Regions from separate parts of the Gossypium hirsutum genome. Here region 1 is linked to region 2. The links are chromatin contacts, called in public Hi-C maps. All regions are on one chromosome and are shown on one strand. Each heading gives the region's core, a stretch centred on a gene start, on an enhancer-like site or on the middle of the called end of the contact. The rest is flanking DNA. Distances are from core to core; before and after follow the strand shown.

Region 1 (5,706 bases), core at 990-3,489, 110 kb before region 2:
TCATCAGAGAATATTGAAGAAAACAACTCGAAGAACACCATTGGTGCCAACTCTGAAGCAAATTTCCATCAAGATTGAAGACCTCTTTTTAATTTTCTTTCAAGTTTTTATGAGTTTCTTTATTTCTTGTGGTTATTCTGACTTTGAGATGTTTTTATTCAAAATTATGAACTAATTCTTTAGATACCTAGGGAGGATGAAACCTATGATGAATTTTATTATTTGATTTATTTTTTACGCGATAAATACTTGATTCTTGTTCTCAATTATGTGTGCTTATTTCTTGTTTTAATATTTTCGGGATATTAATTCATGTTTAATGTGCTTAAATCAGAGGAGGAAAAGTCCCTGTTTAAGAGTAGATCTAACATAATTGAGTGGAGTTGCATGCAATCCTAGAAATAGGACGACATAAATCTACCGGATTGTAGTCAAATCTAATAGGGGAATCCATAGATCGAGTTAATGTGACGATAAAGGTTTTAATGAGAAAGAAATTTCAATCAACCTAGAATCAATTACTCTTACTCTCGAAAGAGATATTAGCATAATTTAGGGATTTCTACGGATCAAGATACCAAGTGAATAAATCGTTTAATTCAGATTCATAATAATATATGAAGTCTAGGTGGATTCTTTTCATGGGTATTGTCACTCTCATAGGTTATTATTCAGCTATTTTCTTGACTTATTTTCTGTTGAGTACTTAGTTATATTAATTTAGTAATTTTAGTTTAAAACCAATCACTCCAATTTGTCGGCTAAATAATAGGAAAACGGCAATTACTAATACTTTTAGTTCTTATGGATACGATATCTCTACTCACCATAGCTATACTATTTATCGATAGGTGCACTTGCCTTCGTCGTATTTTTAGTTAGTCACGTGAACACACATCAGAACTGCAACTTTGATGTTAATTATTCTGGATTTTATTGAATTAATTAGTACCTATTGCTAGATTTTATGTTTCTTAAGCTTGGTTATTTGGATTTGGATGTTTAGTGTTGATCCAATTGTTTAGTTTCTAAGCAACAATATATTTTCATGTGTTATCCATTACATGTTATATTTGCATAATTGAAGAAGTTTTTTTTTGGGGGGGGAGGTTTATAAATTTAAAGATATGGGATGCCTCTATTTTAAAAGCTGAAAGCTTCGGTTAGTAAATTTAAGGATCAAATTGATAGAATATACAAGTATTGAGGACTAAATGTATTTTTATGCCAGTTAGAAAAAGGTCATATCATTATTTCCGTTATCAATTTAATAGCGGATGACCAAAATAAAAATTAATATAAAATTTAATACCTAAAATGAAAATTTTTAAAATTAACTTAAAAAAAAAAGTGAACATAATTGGGTGATCATTTGTATAGTTTAGGTTTATTTTAGTAGCTCCACAACTTCCCAAATCCATCCCCCTTTAAATCACACATATATTTAGCTTTTATTGGCGTATACCCTAGTGACACACCAGCTCTGTTTTGAAACCTCTAAGGGGGGTCTCTCTATCTGTCCCAATAATCTTCTGATATTTGGATATGTTTTTAAACCCATCAGTTTTATCTGTTTCCTTTGTCCATTTGTGCATGACATCTCCCTCTCAGTTTGTGAAAGGAGGCTCTACTTTCTACCCATTTTGTCTATATGTTGAAGCTGTTTTTCCCTTTTTTATCTTCCCGTCCAGTGAATCCGGACTCACATGACCAAACTATCTTCCTTGCTTGCATCTTGCCAAACACTATGCTTTAAGTTTTACTTTGGAAATAAACAATTGTTTTACCCAAAACAAGAGGCTAAAGGCAATATGTAAATGTATGTCTCATTTGGGTTTAGGTTTTCTTTCTACTATTTTCATGTCGAAAACCAGTATTAGCAAATATATTTTATATATCTATAGATCAGATTTATGATGTAAATATATATTTTTTCTTTCTTAAAGTTTGTCATTGATTACTGGGATGTAGTACAAGCCTTATGGGGATACCCAATCTGTTGTTTTGCAAGGAAATGAAGAATCTCAAACTCTGTAAAATTATCAGAAAGCTGAAATACTCTTCAGCTCTGCATCGTAACAGCGTCTACAGTCCTATAAATAACACAGGGCAAAGTTACAAATTCCAAAAACAGCGAATGTAAATCCAAGTTATCCCTTTGATTGCAGTGTAACCCCTCTAACAAGCCTGAAAAAGAACAAAGAAAGAACAAACCATTTATGGGCCATAAATCCATATAAATCATATGTCGGGCTTGACATTTGGCCCAAAAGAACATGCCTTTAGAAAATGCAGCTTCGAGCTTCTGCATAAATCAGAAGTTTTAGGTTCATTTGGCTGGTTGACTAATGGGGACATCCACACCAGATATAGAAAATAGAGAACATTCTTTGGATCTTCCATGCCAAAGGTATTCTCCAAAACTCCCTTTTTTTTCTCTCTATTTGTGAAAATACAGTTGGGTGCTGATGAAAACATTCAAGGAAGCATATTGGTTTATATTGGCGATTATTCACTGGAATTCTTAAATATGAACAATCAGGTGGCAGTCAATGTCATTCATTCAAGAATAAAAAGCAACATTTAGGCATTGTTCCATTGAATATGCTTGTTTCCAGGACAGCATAAATAAGGGAGAATTAAGGCAGTGTGGCAAACCCAACCAAGGGCGATGACTTAAGGTGCAACTGCATTACAGGGCAATTTCTCCATTGGCAGAATGTCACTTTAAAGCTCATTCTTTTTTTTTTTGGTGAAATTTAAAGCTCATTCTTTGATGTAGTGTAGTGTGCACTCTGCCAAAGGAGATTTGTCCGGCTATTCTTTTGCACTACAAACTCAATGAATTACTCTATTGAGATTCAAAGAAGACAATGTTTCCTTTCCTTTTTTCTTTGTAGCAAACCCTTGTTTTGTTTGTTAATATGGCTTATATAAATGCTTAATCATTATTTATTTTCCTGATATTTTGCCTCTCCAAATTCTAGAGTTTGAGACCATCATGAATTCGAAATTATTTTCTGATTCAGACACTAAAATTCTTTTGCTTTCCCTCTCCAGGTATAATTCGGAAGTGAAGTACTGATATTTCTAGTTGAACATAGGTCTGCTCTTCTATTTAATGGGAGATTCGAAACAAATTTCTGATAAACTGGATGAACCAATTTCTCCAAACATGTCCAAATTTGATGTCCGGTTGGGACATGTTCTAAGGATAATGAAATGGACAGAGAAAGGCTTAGCGAAGAGAGTTGATTCTTAGGTGGAGTCTAGATATTAATAACCAACGTTATTTATCTGTGTCGATGATATCCTAAAGAAATATATGCAGTCGCCTTTGTGTTTTTTATTACGAGTTATGACCACTTTTGTTGCTTTGTGAAGCCGGTTTTATATCTTCTTTTTCCATATGGAAATTTGAAAATTATGTTTTTAAAATATATCAATGTGTTTATAAATAATATACAATAGATAATAAAATGTAAATTTTAAAATTAATAATAACACATATGTAATATTAATGAAATTAAAAAAATTAAATTATAAATAAAAATAACTTTAAATAAGAAAATTCATCATATTAAGAATATTAAATGCACTTCAATTGTTTATTATAACATTTTCATTTTTTTTTAAGTTGATATCGAATTAACTTGTAATACTAACTCAATTGACGACATTATCAATAAAATTATGACGTACCTATGATATGAGTAAAAATAATCATATAATATATTTATAAAGATTTCATATAAAAACTCTGAACTGACAAAATTTGGATAGCATATGTTTGGTGTTTTGAGTTCAAGTCTAATCTTAATCATGGATTCCTTTCTAGATTTTATATAAAAAGAAAAAAATACCTTTAAACTAATATTTATTACTTTGTTAAAATAAAGAATATTTGGTAATTTAATAATTGAGCTAAGATCCTATTATGAGTGTCACAAATTCAATAAGAATCTTTGTATATAGTATAGATATACAATTGATAGAAGTAATAAAGTGTGCATAATAAAATTAAAATTTATTTAAAAATCAAAATAAAGTTTTGATTCGATAGCAAATTTATAATTTTACTAATACAATTAGTGTGAGTTCAAATCCCATCATATTCATTTTTTATATTTTTAAATTAAAAATATTAAAGTACCCCCGAACAATATAACTTATTTTAAATACGAAAGGAAATTATAATAATTCCCCTAACCGAGTTGGTGTTCTATTGACTCGTGACAACAACTCAGCCAGAGACTTAAATATATATATAATATATATGGAAAATATTTGGTACACTGTCAATGGAGTTTTTAGACTTTATAAGTAATGTCAGGGGTTGATAAGTATCCTATAAGGGTATAGTAAAATATTAAAAAAAGAAGAAGAGATATATAATAATTTTTTAAGACTAATTGTGGAATAAAAAAATAATTTCTTAGTGTACCAAATACTAGCCCATATATATACATGTGTGATACACAATCAATTAACCGCAACATGCCACTTCATTAATGAACAAAATAATCATATAATTAAATACTTATAAATAAATATTGATAAATTAATTTAAACTTAATTAAAAAATAATTACAACGATTCCTTTGTCATCTATTTATATATTTATCGACCATTTATCTACAGTGATTTTTACCTTTGGTTCACATCCCTTGCTGCTTTTTCATTTTAAACCTGATATCTTGAAATCTTCAAGTTTTATGGTTTTAATCTTTTAAATTAACACACAATCTAGAGAATGTAACTCTCTCTTTTCTAAATATGAAATATTAGAAAAATTATATTATGTGTAATTTGAGGACCATAACCCTAATATATATAACTTTTACACATTAACCCTATTTTCTAATCAGTCCATCATCAATTACAAATTAGTTACTAGACTATCTACACATATTTGACTCATACTTTATTTAATAACTAAAGCCCAATAACCTTAAACTAAATTAGATCATTTTAAATTTGGGTTAGCATTTTATGATAGCAAATAATAACATGTAATTACCCTTATTATATATATGATGTTCATATTTTCCAACACAAAATTCAGAAATTTAGATTTTGAGGTCAATTTTTTTGTAAATTAAAGTGTTTATAAAAGTTATATAAATTAATGTATAATTTATTTTTGTTGTTTTTCCTCTACTTCACTAATATACTTTCTTTTAAAATATATATTTTTATTTTTATTAAACATTTAGAATAGATAAGTCTAAGCTTCAAACACATAAAGATGTTCACAAAATTAACACACAACTAATAATTTTCTTTCACAAAAATAAAAATCACTTAATCGTTTTGTTGGTGCCTTTAGAATGTAATATATCAATTTTTTTCTAACACAATTTTTATAATAATCACACTAACAACAACTATTTTTAAATAAAAATACTAAACTTCTTATAAGTACATTTAAAAGAATTCAAAATTTAAAATAGAATAAATATTAATATATTCAAGAATTTGTATTAATTAACTAGGATAGTGGTATCCTTAGACATTTTTATCCCGACTAAGCCTTCATAAAGTGCCGACATTCAGCATCCCGGCATGAGAAGTGGTCAATCTCCTTCATAAAACCAGCTAACCAGTTCCCTTCCCGATCCCTAGTCAGCCCCGCCCCCTACAAGTTGCAGTTAAAGATGAATGAATAACGGCCCCGTCTGTATTAAGCTTACACTAGCCCTCCAA
Region 2 (5,374 bases), core at 1,562-4,061:
AGGAAAGGATGTGAACAAAAATTACTAAAATTCCAAAAATAGATATTTGAACACAATACCTCAACCACATATCCAGAGCACTTATCCACTGAAACAAATCAATTACTTGACAAAATTTCTACAACCTTAACTTAAAAATAGAACGTAACTACTCTTGGTTTCACTAACTCAATTTCTTCTAACCCGATTTTTGGGATGAGACAATAAGAACAATAAAAACGCCCAAGAAACTAATACCAAATTTTACGGATGAGAGCGAATGAGTGAGAAACAAGATCATAAAGTTTGTCCAAGTTATGGATTTGATTTAGAGCTTTAGACGTTCGGAAAGAAACTTGGATTTTGACACATCTTGAAACACAGTCGAATCCAAGTCAGATAAAACAATTAAAATAAATAACTAAGATAAATAAAATAGAATAATAAATCAAATATTAAAATAATAAAGAAGAAAATAAAGAAGATAGATAGAAAAGATAGAACGTGGCATATAAAAGTCCTAAGAAGTCTTAAAAACAAGAAGAATCCACAACTCCCTTCAAGCGGCTCTAGTTTCCCCTCCAAGGAAGAAAACTTGGCAAGAAAAAATTTGAAGATGATCCCCACAATCTGAAAAGATTGTTAAAACTCTTCTAAAAAAATACTCAAGAGAAATTCTTGAAAAGAAAAACTCAAAGAGAATTTATTAACTCAAAAGAAAAGTTATTGAATAATAATCAAATGCTTCTTTGTGTACAATGTAAAGGCCTTTATATAGACTAGCTAAATAAATCTAAATAAAACTCTTAAGTATGCTAGAACTCTAATTACCCTAAAGAAGAAGTAATTTTAAACTAAACTTTCTTGTTAACATAAAACTTCTAAATAACTTAAAATACTTAATAATTATAAAAATTTAGAATAAAAATAATAAAATAATAAGAGTTGGTAAATACAATATTAAGCTCATATATAATAAAGATTGAGCCTAAAACTCAAACCCAATATGATTTAAACTCAAATTAAGATCTCGAAACTCGTAACTTATATAATAATCTCGTCCAAAAATATTGCTCGCATAGTCTCAACTAAAACATTCATAACTTGAGTTCCCGAACTCAAAGTTGAGTGATTCAAAGTGTGTTTCGAAGCTAAGAGATAGATCTTTGAACGGTATAAAGACATCTTAATCTAGAAATACTTTGATCCTATCCAAAAATTTATCACAAGTTGAATAATCTTTTCAGCTTGAAAATTGACAACTTGGTTGAATTGACTTTAATACATTTCACCCATTCCGTGCATGCATCATTCCTCTTTTCCTTGAAAAGATTCATCCTCACATATTGGCTTTGATCGAATCTTGGTTTAATTTGCTTGACCTTTGACCTTATTGATTGTCTTGAGGTAGTGTAAGCCCATCACATTCATGGGCCTAAAATTGGGCCTTGAAACTCGTATCAAACAATTTTTAATATTATAAAATCAAATAATTATTTCAAATATCATTATCATTTTTATACGTAAAATATTTTAAATATAATTGTTTTTTCACCTACATTGTAGGTATGGTAAATTATAAAATTATAAAATCATAAAATCAACTAATTATTTCAAATATAATTATTTTTAGTAAATAAATTTTTTATATGTTAAATATTTATTTTTCAATCTATATTATGAGTGTGGTAAATTTTAGTATTATATATTTTTGTGTGTGTATGTGAAATAATTATTTAAAATATTTCACATATAATAATAGTGATATTTGAAATAATTAATTGAAATATTTCACACATAAAAATAATGGTATTTGGAATAAGTATTTAAAATATTTTACATATAAAAATAATAATGATATTTGAAATAATTATTTGATTTTATAATATTAGAATTTACCATACTCACAGTATAGATGAAAAAAATATTTGACATATAAAAATTATATAAAAGAAAATAAATAAATAAATAAATAAATTTGTTGATACTCTTCAAAAGAGAATATATTTAATTTTATAATGATATATATAAAATATGGTTTCATTATATAAAATATTTTTTATTATTTTTTATATAAATAAAAAATATTTTGAATATAATGAAATATATTAAATATATTTTCATTATATAATTACATATTTATTATATATAAAAATAAAAATTTATTAATTAAAAAATAAATAAAAAGTAAAATAACTTGAAAATAACATATTTATTAATTAAAAATATTAACTAAATATGAAAAATGAACCAAAAAAAACCTTGAAACAACATAAAATTAAAAATAATACTTAAGATAGGAATCAAACTTGAGATAAAAATAGTAATAGGTGACCATTTGATTAGGAGAACTGATGTGTCAAAAGAAAGTGCTTTTTATAAAAAGTGTTTTTCAAAAAATATTTTTCCTAAGAGATGCTTTTGTCACATCTAAACAAAAATGGTCTATTTTTCTAAATAATCAAAATTTCAACTTATATTTTTAATTTTTCTTAAAATCGACTCATACTCCTCACTTTGCATATAATTTTTTTATTAAAATATAAAATCAAGATAAATTATTAAAATATATTTAACTTCTAAATAAATAACAAAAATTCCTATAATATATTTAACTTCTAAATAAATAACAAAAATTCCTATCTGGGCAAGAAAAAATAAAATTCCCTAAAAGATGTACGATAATATGTTTCACCTCACGCAATAATTCATGGCTTTTGTGACTTCGCTTCTTCTTAAAGCCACGTTAAGTCCGCAGGCTCCGTATCACTTTGTCTTCGAGAACAAAGTAATCCACTCTCGTAGTCGGACAGAACATAAAAATAAAACAAAATTAATAGCATACTTAATTATTTATAAATTCAATGTATTGTTACCATAATACCCATTTCGTTGGTTGAATTGTTTCTTATTTATATACATGTTTAAGGGTATTATGGTCACATACAGGGTCTATATTAGGCTTAAGGTCTGAATTAAACCATAACCTCACAATTTCCGGAAGAGTATCTTCATTCGTTTACTTTTGAGGTGACTTTAATGGAAATCGAAGAGATAATGAATCTCTTCGATTCATGTTGGTTTGAGATGGAAATCTTGAAGAAACAGACATCTCAATCAACATCTACGAGTTTTGAGCCCAACCCAGATCGAAAAACTGAAGGGAACTCATCAAAACCAGAGCTTAAACGCACCCAAAGTACTCTCCATTCAAGATCCATGAGTGATCAATTGAGCTTAAATAGAACAAGCTTCGTAAGTTCTTATGATTCTTTCTCACCAGACTCAGTTCTCCACTCACCAAATCTCCATAAAACCATCTCAGGCAAAGAAATCGCAGAAGAAGAATTGAAAGAAACTTGTAGTAATATGAGAATTACGAGAAGAAAGAAAGGTAGGAGGAGTAAGAGCTTGTCAGAGTTGGAGTTTGAAGAGCTAAAAGGGTTTATGGATCTTGGCTTTGTTTTCTCAGAGGAAGATAATAAGGATTCAAGGTTGGTTGAGATAATTCCAGGGTTGCAAAGATTAAGAAGGAAAGAAAGTCAAGAAGAAGATACCCAAGAAGCAGATGATGATGATGATGATGATGATGATGAAGTTTCAAGGCCTTACCTTTCAGAAGCCTGGAAAGTTTCAGAAAGAAGAAAAACAAACCCATTGATGAATTGGAGAGTTCCTGATTTGGGTAATGAGATTGACATGAAAGACAGCCTTAGATGGTGGGCTCATACTGTTGCCTCTACAGTCAGATGAGAAGAAGAACTGAATTCATAGCTTCCAACTTCCAAGTTTTGGGTTTTTTTTTTTCCGTGAGAATTAAATGATTTTTGCCGTCAATTTTCTTTGCGTTAGTTAAACTGTAAAAAGAAAACAAACAAACAAATAAATATATATATATATGTTTCCGGCAACGACCGATGATATACCAGGTCTTTAGTTTGTTAGAAGATTTTTATTTTTATTTACAAATTATGTTATGTTTTCAAGGTGAAAATATGTGATTATTCTCTATATTATACATAAGCTGTAACTTTAATTTTTTTTTCTATTCTAATTCCATCAATTTATTATCTACACTTTTTGAATTTTTCTATTGTTCATGTAGTAAACTTTTGTGGACTTAATATCAATTCTTCAATTTTACACTTTTAGTTTTTTATTTTTTAAATTTTGAATTTTTAATATTTATTAAAACAATAATCTTTAATTTTTTTAATTAAAATGAGTGTTTTTAACATTTTATTAAAATCATAAATTATTTTACCATTATACATGTAAATTTATGTTTGTCAATATAAAATTTTAAAAATAGTATAATTTAATTTAATAAATTTAACTATTATTATTTAAATTTAATGAAAAATTACAATAACTATATAATCAAGTAAAAGTTAAGAGATCTTTACTTTTTATTTTATTTTGTAGATTCGATCATGCTCAATTAGAGTTTAATGTAGCTACGAAATATTCGAATCTACCCCAGAATCGTAGCCCAAAGGAGGAACGAGTCTAAGCTTGTTGATGTTATCGCCAACCAAAGTAGATAGTTGACTTGTATCTTATGTATAAGACAGGAACTTTCGATTAAAAGATATCTCCAATACTTGTCCCATATCTTTGTCCGAAAATGAAGGTAAATTTTATATATATATATTTATATATTTATAATTTCTTATTAGTAGTTGATATTTGTCGTGTTGCATTAAAAATAAATTAAATGTTGAAGTAAGCTTCTTGTACATAATAATAATAATAATAATAATAGTAATAATAATAATAATAATAATAATGCACTTCATGTGATGTTTAACTCTTCAACTAACAGAAGCGGCTATTGCTTTACTTGGAAGTTAGAATTTGGTAGCACGTTATTTGATTTTAGATTTAGCCGGTCCATATTTAGGTTATAAATAAATTCAGTTTGAATAAATATAGTTCTTGTTTGGATTTATTTGTTTATTTATTGTTAGGTTTATGTTAAGATTTTTAAAATTGCATTCAAGTTTGTCCAGTTAAATTATGTGCACGTTTAGGTTTGTGTTAGGCTTATTTTTGTTATTTTTTAATTTATAAATTAAATTACATGCTTTTTAATTGGTTCATTTTAATTTGTTGACGGCGTGACCAAAGTACTTTCCTCCATGAATCATACGCGGCTTTCAATAGAGGGGACAAAATCTCCCTTAGAGAACAATATATTTCGTTGTTGAGAGACTTAGTCAACGTTCCTAAAGATGATATTTTAAAAATTTTTCTTGAAAAATCGATCCTTCATCAACAAAATTAAATAATTTTTAACTAAATTAATATATAATCAAATATATTCATCAACAATTTTAAATTTTGTCATGGATAGCTTATTTAATTTGACAGGTAAACATAATGATGTTAAATT

What was found. A called contact is a pair of places that touch in the nucleus more often than the background predicts.
Region 1: a contact with region 2 is called in a Hi-C map of leaf, with 1.7 times the contacts expected there. The contact joins the enhancer-like site here to the promoter of LOC107901701 in region 2. A contact is called at or near these places in 9 of 34 Hi-C or Micro-C datasets (fibers, hypocotyl, leaf and 1 more).

Annotation. Positions count from the first base shown.
Region 1 is chrD06:49,628,499-49,634,204 of Gossypium_hirsutum_v2.1, reverse strand. No RefSeq gene overlaps it. Among protein-coding and RNA genes, the nearest start is that of LOC107900370, 30 kb to the left of the region's middle. Within about 2 kb of position 2,239, at least 2 of the 9 cell types and tissues checked have an H3K27ac peak or open chromatin away from gene starts, as enhancers often do. A contact at or near this core is called in leaf, where this site is marked.
Region 2 is chrD06:49,522,083-49,527,456 of Gossypium_hirsutum_v2.1, reverse strand. It overlaps LOC107901701 (nucleolin), which reads left to right and starts at 2,811. Exons shown (of 1, transcript XM_016827792.2): 1 at 2,811-3,973. The coding sequence starts at 3,019. The coding sequence ends at 3,732.